2 separate regions of the Zea mays genome follow, and region 2 is linked to region 1. The links are chromatin contacts, called in public Hi-C maps. All regions are on one chromosome and are shown on one strand. Each heading gives the region's core, a stretch centred on a gene start, on an enhancer-like site or on the middle of the called end of the contact. The rest is flanking DNA. Distances are from core to core; before and after follow the strand shown. Region 1 overlaps LOC103626998 (ubiquitin carboxyl-terminal hydrolase 15). Region 2 holds the start of LOC103626999 (protein ALP1-like).

Evidence for each region. Hi-C and Micro-C count contacts between places; a contact is called where the count stands out from the background.
Region 2: a contact with region 1 is called in a Hi-C map of ear, with 2.2 times the contacts expected there. The contact joins the promoter of LOC103626999 here to the enhancer-like site in region 1. A contact is called at or near these places in 2 of 25 Hi-C or Micro-C datasets (ear and tassel).

The regions. Positions count from the first base shown.
Region 1 is chr5:147,472,112-147,475,449 of Zm-B73-REFERENCE-NAM-5.0, forward strand. It overlaps LOC103626998 (ubiquitin carboxyl-terminal hydrolase 15), which reads left to right. Exons shown (of 14, transcript XM_008647353.4): 12 at 288-500; 13 at 899-960; 14 at 1,041-1,994. The coding sequence ends at 1,737. Among protein-coding and RNA genes, the nearest start is that of LOC103626998, 11 kb to the left of the region's middle. Within about 2 kb of position 1,565, at least 4 of the 20 cell types and tissues checked have an H3K27ac peak or open chromatin away from gene starts, as enhancers often do. A contact at or near this core is called in ear, where this site is marked.
Region 2 is chr5:147,624,179-147,627,516 of Zm-B73-REFERENCE-NAM-5.0, forward strand. It overlaps LOC103626999 (protein ALP1-like), which reads left to right and starts at 1,550. Exons shown (of 3, transcript XM_008647354.3): 1 at 1,550-2,092; 2 at 2,165-2,390; 3 at 2,468-3,058. The coding sequence starts at 1,571. The coding sequence ends at 2,916. LOC103628528 reads left to right here and starts at 3,052. Exons shown (of 2, transcript XM_008648714.4): 1 at 3,052-3,338. The coding sequence starts at 3,052.

The DNA.
Region 1 (3,338 bases), core at 315-2,814:
TAAGCTACTCCCTCTGTCCCAAATTAAAATTCGTTTTAGATAATTAGTGGGTTCATACAATACTTTAGGTATGTTTTATATGTGTCTAGATTCATCATCATCTATTTGAATATAGACATTAAAATCAAGTGCTAGAACGAATACTTTTTTGGGACGGAGGGAGTATTTGGTTAGTTGAGTTGGATGAGTTATCACATGTCTCATGTTCTATGCTCAAGCGAACAGTTTTGTACCACTTGAATGTTTTTTGATGGAAGAACTAAATGAGCTTTATTTTATTATTTCAGTCAGGAAAATATGGCAAGATCAACAAATGTGTTACTTTCCCTGATATGTTGGACATGGTTCCCTTCGTGACTGGGTCTGGTGACAATCCCCCTCTTTATTTCTTGTACGCCGTGGTTGTACATGTCGATACAGAAAATGCATCATTCTCTGGGCACTATATATCATACGTCAAAGATATGCAGGGTACATGGTTGAGAATTGATGATTCAGAGGTACGTTTTACAACTAGGTCTACTCTTGATAAGTAGACAAAGAATGTCTTATATATGAATTGCGAGAAATTACTATGGTCTCGTGACGTTGTGTTTCTAGATTAAAAGTGTAGTGTGAGGGTAGTGAACATTCCCATGAGCAGTTTTGATCATAAATGTTGTCCCCTTGATGCAGTTTTGGTGCCAAACATCTTTGGTTCACATAAATACATAACAGACCATTATGTATTTTACTCTGCTTGCATGGGATTGTTTCGTGTCGATTGCATATATCATGCGTATTAGTATGTGCCTTTTTCTTTTTAGGTTCTTATTGGCTCATTGAAATGAAATAGGAACAGGAAAAAAAACTCGAGAGTTTATGGTATTTATGGTGATTTATGTTGTTCCATATGTAGGTCCAGGTTGTATCAGTGAATCAGGTTATGTCAGAAGGTGCATACATGCTTTTCTACTTGAGGTAAATACAGCCAACTTGTGATGCATTGAACCTAAATTGTCATTTGTAAAGCAATCTCACATTTGTAAAACATGATTCAGGTCTTTTCCCCGACCACCAAGGATATACATCGAGAAGGGGCTGCCGGTTACATCCGCAAAGCGGCACACGTCGAAATCTTCCAAGGGCTCTAAACACGATCGCAAGCAGACAGAGTTACTCTTTCCTGCAAACGATCAGGCATATGGCGTCTATGATTTCAGACCCGATGGCGAAGGCTATGCCCAAGATCAGCATGCAGAGCTGAGGTCCAGAGCTTTCCATCACGCCGACGATGCCTTTGCAGACTCGGTTAGCGCGGACTTCTCGGAAGCGACATCAAGTGAATGGTCGCTGTTTACCAGCTCCGACGAGTCCTCGTTCACCACCGAGAGCACAAGGGATTCGTTCAGCGTCGTGGACTACGGAGACAACGCCGGCCTGGATCCGATTTCCTCCATATTCGGGCCAAGCTATGCTCCGGAGCACGGTGCTCCCGGCAGTTTCGTCTCGCGCACAAGGTTCTCACCTTCCAGTCCACAGACAAGGTACTTCTCGGAGAGCACAGGCTTTGTCTCGGACTCTTCCATGCCGGCCCACCCCCACGGCATTGTACATAGAGGAAGGTATCCGGATAGTAGGGCGTGCGCCTCTTCTGCGGAACCGCTTGCGTCGGCGGCGCATCAGCGGAGCGGGTATGGCCGGTACCCCCTTAGTCGAGATGGTTTTGTTCAAACATCTGGTTTTTGCCAAATGTAATCGGCTCACATTTCATTAGCTGTAGCTGGTGCATCGGCAGTTGCGGTTCTTAGCACTGCCGTTAATGCTGCCTCATGTTCTTTTATTTCAGATGAGGCTTATTGAATTTTTAGCTACATGTCGTTTCTAGGGGTAGCTCGATTCGATGTAGCGAAAAAAAGTTAGATTATGTCTATATGCAGGTGAAATTTTAGAGCATGGTGACAAGCTCTGTGGCAACCGTTTTCCAATGCTAATCTCGTAACCCTGGCTGCTGCTTCTGGTCTTAGATTAATGTATGTCCCAAGTGATTATTCCCCAGCTTGTTACTTTCTCGGAACGTTCATGCATTTCTTAGAGAGAACTTAGAGACCAAAGAATTGTCAGACGATCGACGGACTTAGATTGACTTATGTTTCTGATCGGAGAAAGTAACACCGGTCAAATGAGATTTCGTTTCAAATAGGAGGATGTTGAAAAACATAAGAACAAAGGGGGAATCATGAGTTTCAAATAGGAGCTTTGATTCTGGTTGGTGTAGCGGTTGTTAGGTACTGTTTGGTTTCAGAGTCAGTTCATGGAGTGGTTTCATTCATTTTTCCTTTTTGGAACTGAAAGCATCTAGGCCCCTGGTTGGTTTTAATGATTAATGACAACGTAATGTTATATGTGACTAACGTGTGTTTTGCAGAGACAAATGGTAAGTTAGGTCGTATTACAGGTAGAAGTACTACAACTGTGAAAACAATCCCGGAGATAAAAACTCGAAGCGACGGCTAAAACGACGAAACAAAAGGTGAAGTACTACGGAGTCCGAGTGTCAAGATGTGGACACTTATGATTTAGTTAGATCTTTTATTCTTTTTTAGTCGTACTATAAAGAGGGGTTGTCGATGAGTAGTTTGACCAAGAGAGTTCTAGTGTAGTGTTGGTGCACAATCACACTCACATATAGTGCTAGGTGTCACTCTAAAACTCACTCACAAGTTAGAACGAAAACTGATTTGAAAATCAGCTAAAAAACAAGAAATAGGGTTTCTGGCCTTGGGGCACCGGACTGTACGGTGTGCACCGGACTGTCCGGTGCACCATCTGCCAGGTGGGGCCAAGGTGACCCTGGGGAAGAGTTTGTTCGCCCAGAAACCCGAGAGCGCCTGTTCCAGAAATGAATTTTAGTGGCGCACCGGACAGTGCACTAGACAGTGCACCGGACTGTCCGGTGTGCACCGGACAGTGACTATTCACTGTCCGGTGTGCCATCAGTCCAACGGCTACCTGTCAGTGCGCCCGTGCGCAGAAAAGTGCTGGTAACGGCTAGTTGTTGGGTGAGGGCTATTTATACCCCCTCCACCCACCATATTCAATGTCTTGCAGCCCACATTAATTCCAGCGTATTGCTAGAGCATTGCAAGCACCAAAAGCCTAGTGAGGAGATTAAAGAATCTTAATCCCGCATTTGTTCCTCATTAGCGCTAGCGAGAGCCACCTAGAGCACACACCACTTGCATTAGGCTTCTCTTGGTCAAGCGAAAGTCTACGTCTTGTTACTCTTGGTGATCGGCATCACCTAGACGGCTTGGCGGCGTTGGGAGCTCGGTGATCACCGTGAAGATCTTGTTGGT
Region 2 (3,338 bases), core at 300-2,799, 150 kb after region 1:
TAGTTCATAGGACTAAAGTTTAGTCTCTACCTTATTTGGTTACATGGAGTAAAAATATTTAAAACACATTAAATGACTAATAAGAAGTCTAAAATGCCCCCTTAACATTCTTCAGTCATTAGTGTAACCCAAATAAACGAGAGACAAAAGGTGAAATTAATACGATTTAGTTATTTTTAGTCACCCCTTGAGAGACTAGAGACTAAAACAGTTTAGTCCATGTACCCGGTTTCTAAGGAACTAGTTTTTTTAGTAAGAAGAGGGGCTAGCTTCTTGGTTTTTAAGAAACTGTGAATCTAATTTCTATAAATTGGGACATAAACTGGTATATTTGGAGGTTTCCATAAACCAGTTTCTTAAAATTGTTTGGTTCCAAACATGCCTTTAGCTTAGCCGCATTTGGGTAATAAAGCTAACGGTTTAGGTACAACTGAGAGCATTATCAAGAGTTATCAAAAAAAAATATCACCTTTGTATATCATCAAAAGCAATTGTTGGGAGCAGAAAAGAATGATTTTATCTGACGGTTTTTTGTTTGTTTTGTTTTGCAGGGATGGCCAAGTTGTGCGTATGTATATTTCCAGCAGTTGTTTTAGTGGTGTTTTCATAAATACACATCATCTTTCTTCTTGCTCGGAGCAGGAGCACACAGCTTCGTGACGGAGGGCTTGGACTCCGACCTCGGCGCGCCAGACTAGTGCCTCGCATCCAAGCTAACTGAAGACTCGAACAGACTGGACTGGGATACTTAGGGCGTGTTTGGGAGGGTGGCCCAGTAGCCCGGTTGCGCCCGTTGGCTGCAACTAGCCTTGTTTGCAAGGCTGGCCCGTTTCGCGGCCTGGTTGAAACCAGCCAAAAGGCTGCCTCCTGGGTGGCTCCCAGGAAACGCGGCTAGGGTTCGTTTCCTGGGAGCGCGGCTGCGCGCGGCGCACTGGCGGAATGTGGCGGCGGGCGAGGTGGCTGGCGGGAGCTCGCGCGGGCTCGCGCGGGAATGGTGAGGTTTTCGCGCGCGCGGGAAGGAGCGCTCCGGTGAATCCTCTTGCGGCTATATATGGCGACGGTGCACCCTCCTTTTCCCCTCCTCTCGCTGCTCGTTCTTCTTCCACCCCCTCCCTCCCTCGTGAGAGACCGGCGGCGAGTGGTTGTGCGTCGCGGCTGCGTCCAGCTCCGCCTGGTGCCGGGACTCCGTGGCGTTGGGCATCTGCTTCGTCGCTTCGTCTCTGGTCGATCTGCTTCCTATACTTCTAGATCTGCTCCGTCTCCGTTGCTACGACCTTTACCCCAAGGTGAAATCAACCCCCAATCGTTCTATTTTCTGGTTCATGGTTCATGAGTTAGGGTTTGGTACAGTGTGTTGTTCATGTTATACCTGCTGCGAGTTTGATTTTCATGTGGTTTGCTTTGGATTTATATTAAATTGGTCGATGATGTTGTCCTTTACGTTCACTTGGAGGTATCATATAGATGATGCAGCCGTGTTCTTTTTCCTTACTGATTCATTTTGCAAACATGCTGAGGCCAAGCAGGGTATGATTAGATTAATTCTTGTATCATTGTTATATGGATGTAGATGGATCCCTCTTTGAGCCGCGAGCTGTTGTGTAAGCAAGCAGCTGCCTTGACAGTAGTGATGGTTTCATTTGTTACAACTAGGCTTAAAAGAAAAAGGTTTGATCCTGAAGTAGAGCCTGACCCTCTAGTCTATGTACTTAGGGAACAAAGTGAACTTCACAGACAGAGGACCCTCAACATGATTTACAACTCCACTGATGTAGAGTGCATTTCTATGCTTAGGATGAAGAGAGCCCCTTTTTTTGCTTTATGCACGACCTTTAGAGAGAGGGGACTGGTAACTGATAGGGAGGGGGTGTCAGTAGAGGAGCAAGTTGCCATGTTCTTGCATGTTGTTGGTCACAACCAAAGGTTCAGAGTTGTGCACCAGGCCTTTAGGAGGTCCATTCAGACAGTACACAAGCACTTTCATCAGGTTTTGTATGCTGTTGGAGAGCTTAGGAAGGAACTTATCAAGGCACCTAGCCCTACCACTCACCCAAAGATCACTGGAAGCTATAGATGGAATCCATATTTAAAGGTATTTGCCTACCTTGGGTTCATTAGTTGTTCATATTCACATGTTCATTTATCTTACATATATGGTTTTTAGGACTGCATTGGTGCCATTGATGGCACCCATGTGCTGGCAAGGGTGCCTAGACACATGCAGCAAGCTTTCAGGGGTAGGAAAACTAACCCGACACAAAATGTGATGGTTGCTGTGGACTTTGACCTCAAGTTCACATACGTTCTAGCTGGCTGGGAGGGGTCTGCCCATGATGCACTTATCCTGGCTGATGCCATTGAGAGGGATGATGGGTTCACTGTCCCACAAGGTAATTGCACTACCAAGTTCACATTGTAGGTAAATTCTACAATGTCACACAAGCTCACAGTAGATTTCACATTGTAGGTAAATTCTACTTGGTAGATGCGGGGTATGCATGCCGCACTGGCTTTCTACCCCCCTTCAGGGGGGTTAGGTACCATTTGAGTGAGTTTGGGAGCAGAAATCGACCTACCAATGCAAGAGAACTGTTCAACCTGAGACACTCATCACTTAGAGTAACTGTGGAGAGGGCTATAGGTGCATTGAAGAACAGGTTTCGTATCTTGGACAACAAGCCCTTTCACAAGTATAAGACACAAGTCAAGCTTGTGTTGGCATGCTCGATCCTGCATAACTGGATTTTAGGCTTTGGCATTGATGAAATAGTGCCTGATGAGGAGGGTTTCACTGGCACACAACAAGATCCACTAGATGACAATGGTAGCCAGAGCCAAGAATCCAGTGCCATGGCTGCAAAGAGGGATGCCATTTGCAATGTTATGTGGGAAGGGAGGGGAAGCTCTAGGATATGATGGTTTGTTTACCCTGCTATGGAACTCATGTTTGTTTGATGATAATGTAATAATATGATGGACATGGCTGAGACCAATTTTTTTATTCCCATTTGACTCTTCTTGTTGTGCTGATATTATTATACTAATTTGTACATGCAAACCAGTGGTAAGATGCCTTCAGTCCCAGCTGGTGATCACGGTGGGTTTGTCCCAGCTACTGATGTGATGACTGAGATGATAAGGGTTGGTGCTAGTGCAGCAGTTAACGCTGATGATGCTACTGCATCTAGTGCCGGTGCTGCTCCAGCAGCAGCTGGTCTTGTTGCTGCTGTTCCCGGGGGTCCTAGGGCAATGAGGTGGAACAACAACACCTCTGGATTTATTCTTAGGAGGATGGCTCAACTTCTTAGTGATGGTAGCAGGCCTGACAAGGTCTTCAA